Regions from separate parts of the Sus scrofa genome. Here region 2 is linked to region 1. The links are chromatin contacts, called in public HiChIP or PLAC-seq maps. All regions are on one chromosome and are shown on one strand. The core of a region is the stretch at or near the end of the contact, and the rest is flanking DNA. Distances in the headings are between cores, read along the strand shown.

Region 1 (4,570 bases), core at 975-3,474:
TAACTGATAGTCCTTTGTCCTTTGTCCCAATGGGTGACATTTTCCCAATAGTCTGTAGTGGAGCTCAAGCAGATCCCAGTTTGTTTTCTGGCCTTGCCACTTACTAGGTGTTTGAGCCTTAACTTTCTCATCTGAATAAAGGAGTAATAGTACCCACCTTAGAATAGCCGTGAACATTAAATGAAGTGAAGTATGTGGTGAAGTTAGCACATTGCCTGGCACGCTTAATAGAAAGATTTTTTTTTTAATTAATTGAAAATTTTGAGCCTGAGACAGGATCTCAGGACAGTTCCAGAATTGGACTGAGCAGCTATACATCCATCTTTTGAACTTTAGGAAGAGCACACAGGCTTGGAGCATATATGTAAAATGAAGGAATGCACACTGAGTATAGTTCCTGGCACAGAGTGAATGAATAACCCAGACAGGTTAGAGAGCAATAACTCGGAGTATTGTTTCTTACTCAGTTTTCCAAAAGTCTAAAATGCGTGCCTTATTAACATGGCTGTATATAGGCTGTACCATCACAATAAAGGTGTAAATTTAAAGGACACTGAGTATGCTGCGTAATAAAGATGAGCAAGTTAATCTTAATACAATCAAATATAAACTCCTTCAAGGCAAGTTTTTCGTGTGTTTTGTTCACTGCTATCTCCTCACAGACTAAAATGGGCCTGACACTTAAAAGATGCTCCAAAAATTTGATCGAATGAACAGATGGATGAATGTGTACTGAACTCATTTCAGAATGTGCATTCCTAGCTTCATGCAGTCCTGATTACGAAATTTTCTGTGGCACAGTGGTTAATAGTATAAACTGCCCCCAGACAGTCTCATCTTGGTTCCACTATAGACGGCCAACCTTGGGGCAGTTGTTTACTTCTATATTCCTTAGTCTTCTCATCTGTATAATGGGCTAATAACTGCACCTACCTCATCAGTTTCTTATAAGTATTAATTTAATGAATGTTTGTAAAGCACTTAGCATCTGCCTCCACTAAGTTCTCTGTCAATGTTTGTTAAATAAATAATGGATAAACAAATCAAAGGGACCTCTCTTTGGCTACCGCTTATTGTGTTCAGAATAGACACACAAGCCAGAGATGTTCCTCCATCAGCTGATACTGGCATGATGTTGGGTTGTTGGTCTAGCTCACAAAGAAGAGCTAGATTTCATTCCTCTTCCAGGAAGTTACCCTTGGAAAGTAGGCTGTGGGAAAGATGACTCACAGCTCAGAGAAGGGTACCCATTAGAGGATGCAGGCAACAAGGGCTACCATTGGCCCGGGCAGTGGTGAGGATGGAGTGTTTTGTGCAGAGAAAAACAAAAGTGGGGTTGGGGTGGGGTGGGGATGGTGCAGAATGCCAGGGGTGGGTCTAGGCTCTGTTGGAGTGGCTACATTTGTGTAAAGTGTACTTCCTGTCCCTTAGTTTATTTATCTTGTAACTTGAGTGAAGCTCCATTCCTTGTGCAACAAAGGACAGGGTATGATTAGTCATTCACAACAACTAGCTTGTCGTGTCTTAATTTATTCCTCTTTAGTAAATGGTTTCTGGTCTGTAAATGATCTGTTGTCCTGGGATGTGGTGGTAGAAGCAGCTACTGGGGAGGATAAATTCACATCTGGCCCCTACAGGCTCAGGCAGTGTTATATTGCTTACAGTGTAACAAAGGCAGGAATCTGCTACAAAGTGGTATTGACTTATTTAGTCAAGAGTCAAGTATCCCTGGATAATACTTTAGCCCTTGAGACTATCTATGTTACTATGTAAGTGACTAGATCAATAAAAAAAGGTTAAATGATGTTTATTGTAGCTTTTCCCCCCTTTCTGTAATGTAGAGAAGCATGCAGTTTGTTTTGGCAAGTTTTCTTGTAATACCAGGTAAACTTTAAATCACAGGAAGTCTGGACAGTGATAAAAACACATCTTGAAAACATGTAACTAGAAGTTCAAAGGCATTACTAACTTGGGGCAAAGCAGTGGTAAGGAGGGTTAGTGTAATTTCTTAGGGCTCTGTTACTTTTGCTCTGTATCTCCAAGATTGGGGCTTTTAGATAAAGAAGAAAACAGATCCTCTTCTTCCTGATGTCTGTACACAAAACTAAGTGAAAGGACACAGATCCTGTTTGGGTCACATGCCTACTTCTAGATGTACCACCATATCCAGGGGGTGCTGGCTCTGATTGGTCCAGTCTGTGTCACATGTTTCCTCTGAGGCCATGGGGCTGGGCTACCATGAGTGACAGCCCAGCCAGGACAGAGTGGAGGAGGGGAGGCACCAGAGGGGAAGAGTGCTGGCAGGAGAGACTCTTCCACTCCAGGCAATTGAATGGCAGAGTGTTTGTTATTCAGGAAACCACTCCTCCTGAGCCACTCTCTTGATGCCAGATAAATAAGATTTCACACTATTTGGAGTTACCCTCTTTGGAAACATGCAAAATAAAAATGGCATTACATTAAAAAAGTACACTGTCATTTTAAATCACATTTTTAATACCTATAGTGTAATGGAAAGGAAACCTTTTTCCACTAGCTTTTTCACCATCACAGTGGTACCGATGTACCCTCTTTCCACCCTCCAAATCTTAAAAGAAAAGTTGAAATCAGTCTGGGTGGGTGTTGCAATACGAGTTCGATATACTGTACTCTTTAGTTAGCATGCTCAGGATGAAAGCTTTTGGCATCCTTTTCTTAACAGTCACAGAGGAAAAAATTGCTTTGGCATAAAGGTCCTCTGGTTTTGCTATGCCACATTAACCAAGATGTGTAAGTGTCGTAAGTGAACTATTGATATTGCTTAAGTGGTCCAGAGAGACTATTCCAGAGTTAAAGTTGTTATCCCCAGGAGAGCTTAACCTACCTTCCTCCCATAAATAAAGCATCCCTTCCATCACATAAATTAGCCCGGTCTCTCCAGACAGTCAGCGTTTTGTTTTACCCTAAAAGGCTCTGCTGTGTGAAATTGGAATGCAGGATTAATAAGCTGCTTTTGTGTTACACAGGTTGATACTACGATAAAGACAGATTCCAGGATCAAAGCACAATCCTCTGATTTACCTTTCTAGTCTAATTAGAATTTGTAGGAAATGTAACCTTCCATTAGTTTTCCCCATGCCAGGCATAAAAGATGTATTGAGCCTTTTTTTTTTTTTTCCTTCTGTGCCTAGCCAGATTGTTTCGTGCTGTTAACTAGCAGCTTACATGGTAAAGTGAAAGAAATTGTCTGACTCGGATTCTTCAACAGGCATGTGCGCTGTTCAGTTTTCTAAACAAGACCAGCCAGCTTACTAGTTCACAGAAGTGGTTCCTTATTCTTTTCTTATGTTTTGGACTTAGACAGGTAGGACTAAGTATGCTACACAAAGAGTCTAGAAATATTTGTGTATGGGATGTTTTTGAAGACTAGCCAGCTATCACCAAGTAGACATAACAGGAAAGGAAACAATAGGAAATTTGTCACTGTTAGGCCTTTTCTGTGCATGTCTGCCTTCAAAGCAGTTTTTTTAATTATTAAAACCCTGTGATTCACTTTACGTGTCAATTCTTTCTGTCCCCCGGCAAGAATTATTTAAATGTCTGTGTGGGAGGAAGTGCAGGATCACAGTGGTGCTCCCGATCGTGGGCCTTGGTCCTGCTTCACAGAATCCAGAGTTCATGTTGGCTCACGAAAATATCTGATAAGCTTGGAAAAAGTTGTGAAATGCAGACTGCTGAATGCAATGATAGGCTCTTTAATAGAGGCCATAGCTAAGTACAAGCAAGTCATTTAGAAGGAAAAGTGTATAGAAAGCTAAAATTTAACCCATGTATTGTGGTTCCCCACTGAAGGAACATTCTGTTTCCCTTCCTGCGGTGGCCACTGGCCTCTGGCTGGGGAAATGGAGGTGCCTCTTTGAGGAGGCCACCCAGGGCTGTTGAGAAGATTTCTAAGGAACCCCTGACTGCCATGTTCAGATTCTTGATGATTTACTAGGAGATGCAGAAATGTTTCAGAGAGACATTACCAGGCGGGCTTGGTAACATCCTCATCTGAGCTGCTCCTCTTTTATTTGGGAATCTATAGCTCCCTCAAATCCTCCTCTCTAAGAGAACTTTGCCCAGGGTTCCCATGAAGCCTGCAATGGTCCATGCCGTCCTTGAATTCCTATGGTGGTCTAGTCCCCAGAACTTGAGAACATAGGGCCTCGTTTGGGTCTCTGGGACTGTCTGAAGGCACATCTGCCTCTCCAATTACGTTATCCTACCAATGCAATTTGTAGGGTTTTCACAGAAAGATTTTATTATCCCATTTGAAATACACAAAGCCCTTTGAGAGAAGCAGCACAGGAGGGTACTTTTGCAGATGAACTGAGGCATGGAGGCATGGTTCCTGGAGTCACGTGTTGATGGAGCACTGCTCTGAATGCAGGTGCATGGTGGTGGTTGGTGGACAGCTGTCCGCAAGTGTGATACACAATCCTTGCTGTGGAAGCTTACTGTTGCACCAAGAAGAGATGTGTGCACAGTCATCTGAAATACGTGACTTTATTTTGTGGAAAGTAGGGAAGGGATTGTTTATTGGGATAAG
Region 2 (4,570 bases), core at 850-3,349, 77 kb after region 1:
CCAGTGGAGATGATAAATATGAAAGCTTGAGAAATTGTGATGTAATCAAATATCAAATAAAATTATTGTCAGTTACTTTCAAATCATAGTAATATAAAATCCTGCTAATTCCTAATTATTTTGCCCTAGATGTATTGAAACTCACTTTAGTGCAATTAATAGAGAAAGACTTTGTCAAAAAAATTAGTGTTAAGAACCTACTGAAAAAAGTACATCATAAAAATTAGAACATTTGATTGGGAATATAATCAGTGCTAATTATAATTAGTGCTAATTTCAAGTATGCTTAATTTGTTCACAAAGCAGACCCAATGGACTTTAAATTCACAATCTCCATAATGAATTAAAAGTAATAGTGTTTTTAAATTTAAATATGTTCTACAATAAATCGTATTTTCTTCAAAATTTATTTTTAACTAAATCGCATGGATAGGATTTTAGCATGTTTACAAAATTATGTATTTTTTTGAACGCAAGAAAAGCACTACCCGTCTCATGTAGTTTTGATATGAAATGTCTCAGTAAGGGATGTGGTGATTAGTATCCTTCTCTCCCTTAACGTGCTCGCTCGCTTGCTCTCTTTCGTAATAAACCCTTAAATGTATTAAATGTAATATAATTTAATTAGGAGAGAGGTGGAGTTGCCACTCTCTGTAGGTGCCTCACTGTCTCTGTTAGCTACGGGTATAACTTAGCAGTACATTCTCCTTAGGCTTTTTCAGCATCTTAGAGTAAGAAAAAATTGTTTTGTAATAAACTACAATTAGGATGTTTGATTTGATGGGAAATCCCAGCCTGCTGAGGGCTTTCCAATGTTGTCATCCCCCAGTAGAGATTTAAATAAAAAAAAAAAAAAGGTAGTTTTTCTAACCACAGAAACCACTGCCCCTATTTCTAACCATTGTTTTGTTCCCATCATCACTGTGGAATAACGAATGCCTACCTAGCATGTTCTCAGTCTTCCAGACCCACAGATCAGGGTGTGGTGATGGTTATTATTTTCTCTGCTGACATTACAATTTAGGGGAATTTCAGGGTAAAATATCCTATTTTCGAGATCCCACAAAGCATGGTTCTCTTGGCATAGATGTTTCACCTTAGTCATGACATAGGTTTTTTAAAGGAAGTTTGTCAGTTTTCAGTATTTTATCATTTATTGAGGCTGTATTCCATGCTGGGCACTGTGACAGGGACTCTATATGGGTAGGAATCTCCTTTAATTCCCACAACTCTCTGCAGAGAGTGTTCCTCCAACACCATTGGATGCACGAGGATGCTGAGGCCCAGAAAGGATGAGCAGCCTGCCTAGTTTGTCACGTGGCTGTAAGAAGCAGAGCAGGGCTCCAGCTCAAGTCTGTGTCCCTGTAGAGGCTGTACCCTTGAGCATGATGCCATGTGCCACATTACCCTGTGATCTGCCTCCTTGGGTCTTGATGCTTGTGCATTATGACACCTCGGGTGGTTTCCCCTCTTTTCATTCTTGAGTCCCAAGTTCCCCGTTGCCATCTTCCTTTTTGGTCCTTTAATGGGAAGAAGCATTACATAAACCTGTAATTTAATAGACCTGTGTTAAACATCAGCTGTGTGAGGAGAACTGTGTCAGAAACTGGAGCGACAAACATTTTGGTTTTCTCGATACAGTCTAGAAAACATTTGAGGTAGCTGATAAAATACATCAAATAAAAAAGGGATTGAAAAAAAAAGTCTCAAAGACCATGAAGATAGAATGAATTCCTTCCAGGGGACCCTCTAGAAGAGTTCCACTTGCAGAACATTGTTTCGTGTTCTTTGTCTCCCTGGTCCATTCTGCAGAACAGAAGGAAAACTCCCATTGGCGCTTTCCATCTTGGACTTCTTAGGGCTCTGCCGTCAACTTGAGTGTTGGGTTCAAGCCATCCTGATACATGACCTCAATGACCAGCATCTCCTAAAGACTTTGTAATGTGCAGAATATTTTCACAAGGATTGTCTTGTTTGTTCCCTATAACTTTGAGAAGCAGCAGTCATACCGAAACTGAGTCACGTTAACACAGCCGGCCCGCATTCTGCCAGGCTCCTCCAACCCCACTGCTTCCTTGAATTATCCACTGGACTTGCATTCTTCTGACTTGGGGTTCCTTTTTCCTGTTTCACTTCTTCTTTCGTAGGCTTTTAGCAGCACCCCCACTCCCTTTAACACCGCAGCAATTTTGTTACTGGTTTTACCCTTATCTCATCAGATGGTGCCCTCTCATCCATGGTCTAGGGACCACTTGGCAGACCCTCCAGTAATGGACCTCCACAGTTATTTTTATTCTTTAAAAATGTCTTTTATATTGTTGAACACTAGCTAGAACAGGAGCTTAAATCTTTTTCATTTCTCGTATCCCACAGATCGCACAATATAAATTTTTAGTGACATAGATATAAATGTTGTTGAAACAGCAAAGTATCTTACTGTCTCCATCCTGTTACCAGTGTGTAGTATTCAGGTGATGGTGGCTTGTTTGTAGAGCTTGAGCAAAATGTTCTTTGACAATGGACATTTCAAATATTTGTATATTTTGGCTGTGTAAATATTCCTGGAGCAGAGGATTTGTGTTATCTGTGCCTAACAGAAATGAAAACAAAAATCTCCCACCAGGTCTGTCTTCCTTTAGCCACATGGGAAGTGATGGTTCTACAAGTTGCCAAATGTGCATGGCTGATCATAACCTCCTCTTGAGCAGTTTAAGCTGGCACCGGAAATCTGAGATATGACTGAAGGATGTGTCATGGAGGAAAAATTTCTGAAATGTTGTTTAAAACAAAAAGTAACAGATACATAGCATTTCCCTATCCATGTTAGTGAACCTTCTAAATGTAAAGGGATCTTTAAATTTTTTGTTTAAAAAACATTTTCAGTTACTTTGAGTTTTGTGCACATTTAAGTAAAGTTGCCAGATTTAGCAAATAAAAATACAGGACACCCAGTTAAATTTTAATTTTAGGTAAACAACGAAAACATTTTTTAGCAAAAGTAGATTTCCCATGCAATTTGGGGGACCTTCTTATACTAAAAACTTACTCCTTTTTTTTCCCCCTGAAATTCATGTTTAGCTGGGCATCCCTTATTTTATCCGAAAATCCTACTTTAAAAAGTGTTTAATGATCTATATTTACCTAATATGTAAGATAGAGTACTTACTCTTTTTTAAATGTAAATAATGTTTACTAAAGCAATTGCTCTAAATTTGGTTCTTTTGATAGAAATTTAAGTTAGAAAACTAAAGAAGTGTAAGAGTTTAAATCTGAAGTAACTGCAATTTGATTACATTAAAACGAAGCACAGGGATCTCCAAAATAGGAAAGTAGGATTTATAGTTAATATTCCATTTTTACTTTCCTTCAGCATTTCCCCATTGCTCCTTATTCTGCCCTCTGGAGGCTCTAGAAAATAATGAAGAAGATGTTATTAACGAGAGCCAGCACTTGCTGAGATCAGTGACACGCTAGGCACTGTTGTTGTATTTGTCTTAATTTATTTAATCTTTACAACAGCCTTATGATTTTTGTATTGCAAATTAGGAAACTAAAGCAGAGACATTAATTAACTTAACCAAGCTTATCTCTCTCTCAGCTCTTCAAGTATTTTCTCCTTTGTAGCCTTTAAGTTTTCAGTTCCTTCTTTCATACTTTGTGGGACAAGGGCTCCAGACCCCTCTCTGTCTCCGTTCAGCTCTGGGGTTGCTGAGGTTTGCCAGTGCCCTTGAATGTGTTATGGCCAATTTTTTTTTTTTTTTTCTGTGTCTTTTTAGGGCCACACCCACAGCATATTGAAGTTCCCAGGCTAAGGGTTGAATCAGAGCTGTAGCTGCCAATCTACACCATAGCCAGAGCAACGCAGGATCTGAGCTGTGTCTGCGACCTACACCACACAGCTCATGGCAACACTGCATCCGTAACCCACTGAGTGAGGCCAGGGATCAAACCCGCATCCTCATGGGTACTAGTTGGGTTCGTTACTGCTGAGAATGGCCAAAATTTAAAAGGCCGTGTCACATGTCATGTAACTTACAAGCAGGATGCAATGGGATTTTTAATGGCTCTCATACTGGATACTGTAATTCTCATAGTGGCCCAAGGATTACATGAGATCATGTGTTTGTTTTTGGGGTAAATACACTCCCACAGAAAACCATTGCCTCACACTGAACCCTTAGACAGGCAGACTTTCTAGGGTGTCTGCCTACACACAGTGCAAATAAGTCAAGTGTCCCTCAGTTTGTACATGTGCAGTTTTGTTTTGTTTTTTTTATTTGTATAATTTTTAGGAAGTGTTTTCCTTTACTTCACGCTTCTTGCCTGGTAGTCATCTTGTATAACGCTGTATAATATAACGATGGTAACGACAGGAGTTAAGAGCAGAGACCTGGAGTCTGCGGGAAAGCAGGTGCATGATGTGTGAGCGCCTGCATTCATCCTCACCCTGGACCATCCATAGCCTCTTCTCAGGTGGCTCACGTAGCCATAGTCGAGTGACAGCAGCGTGTATCTGCTGTTTGACCATATCATCTTTGGGGAAGACGGTGGATCTATGTGACAGCATTTT

The links. HiChIP or PLAC-seq counts read pairs in DNA pulled down with a chosen protein or histone mark.
Region 2: an H3K27ac HiChIP or PLAC-seq map of alveolar macrophages shows a contact between it and region 1. The contact joins two enhancer-like sites. A contact is called at or near these places in 2 of 47 Hi-C or Micro-C datasets (fibroblasts and liver) and 2 of 2 datasets of contacts at active chromatin or transcription factors (alveolar macrophages and skeletal muscle).

Annotation. Positions count from the first base shown.
Region 1 is chr18:33,464,862-33,469,431 of Sscrofa11.1, forward strand. The region is part of intron 1 of DOCK4 (dedicator of cytokinesis protein 4); the gene reads left to right. Among named protein-coding and RNA genes, the nearest start is that of DOCK4, 44 kb to the left of the region's middle. Within about 2 kb of position 2,225, at least 39 of the 83 cell types and tissues checked have an H3K27ac peak or open chromatin away from gene starts, as enhancers often do. A contact at or near this core is called in alveolar macrophages and liver, where this site is marked.
Region 2 is chr18:33,541,507-33,546,076 of Sscrofa11.1, forward strand. The region is part of intron 1 of DOCK4 (dedicator of cytokinesis protein 4); the gene reads left to right. Among named protein-coding and RNA genes, the nearest start is that of DOCK4, 120 kb to the left of the region's middle. Within about 2 kb of position 2,100, at least 9 of the 83 cell types and tissues checked have an H3K27ac peak or open chromatin away from gene starts, as enhancers often do. A contact at or near this core is called in alveolar macrophages and liver, where this site is marked.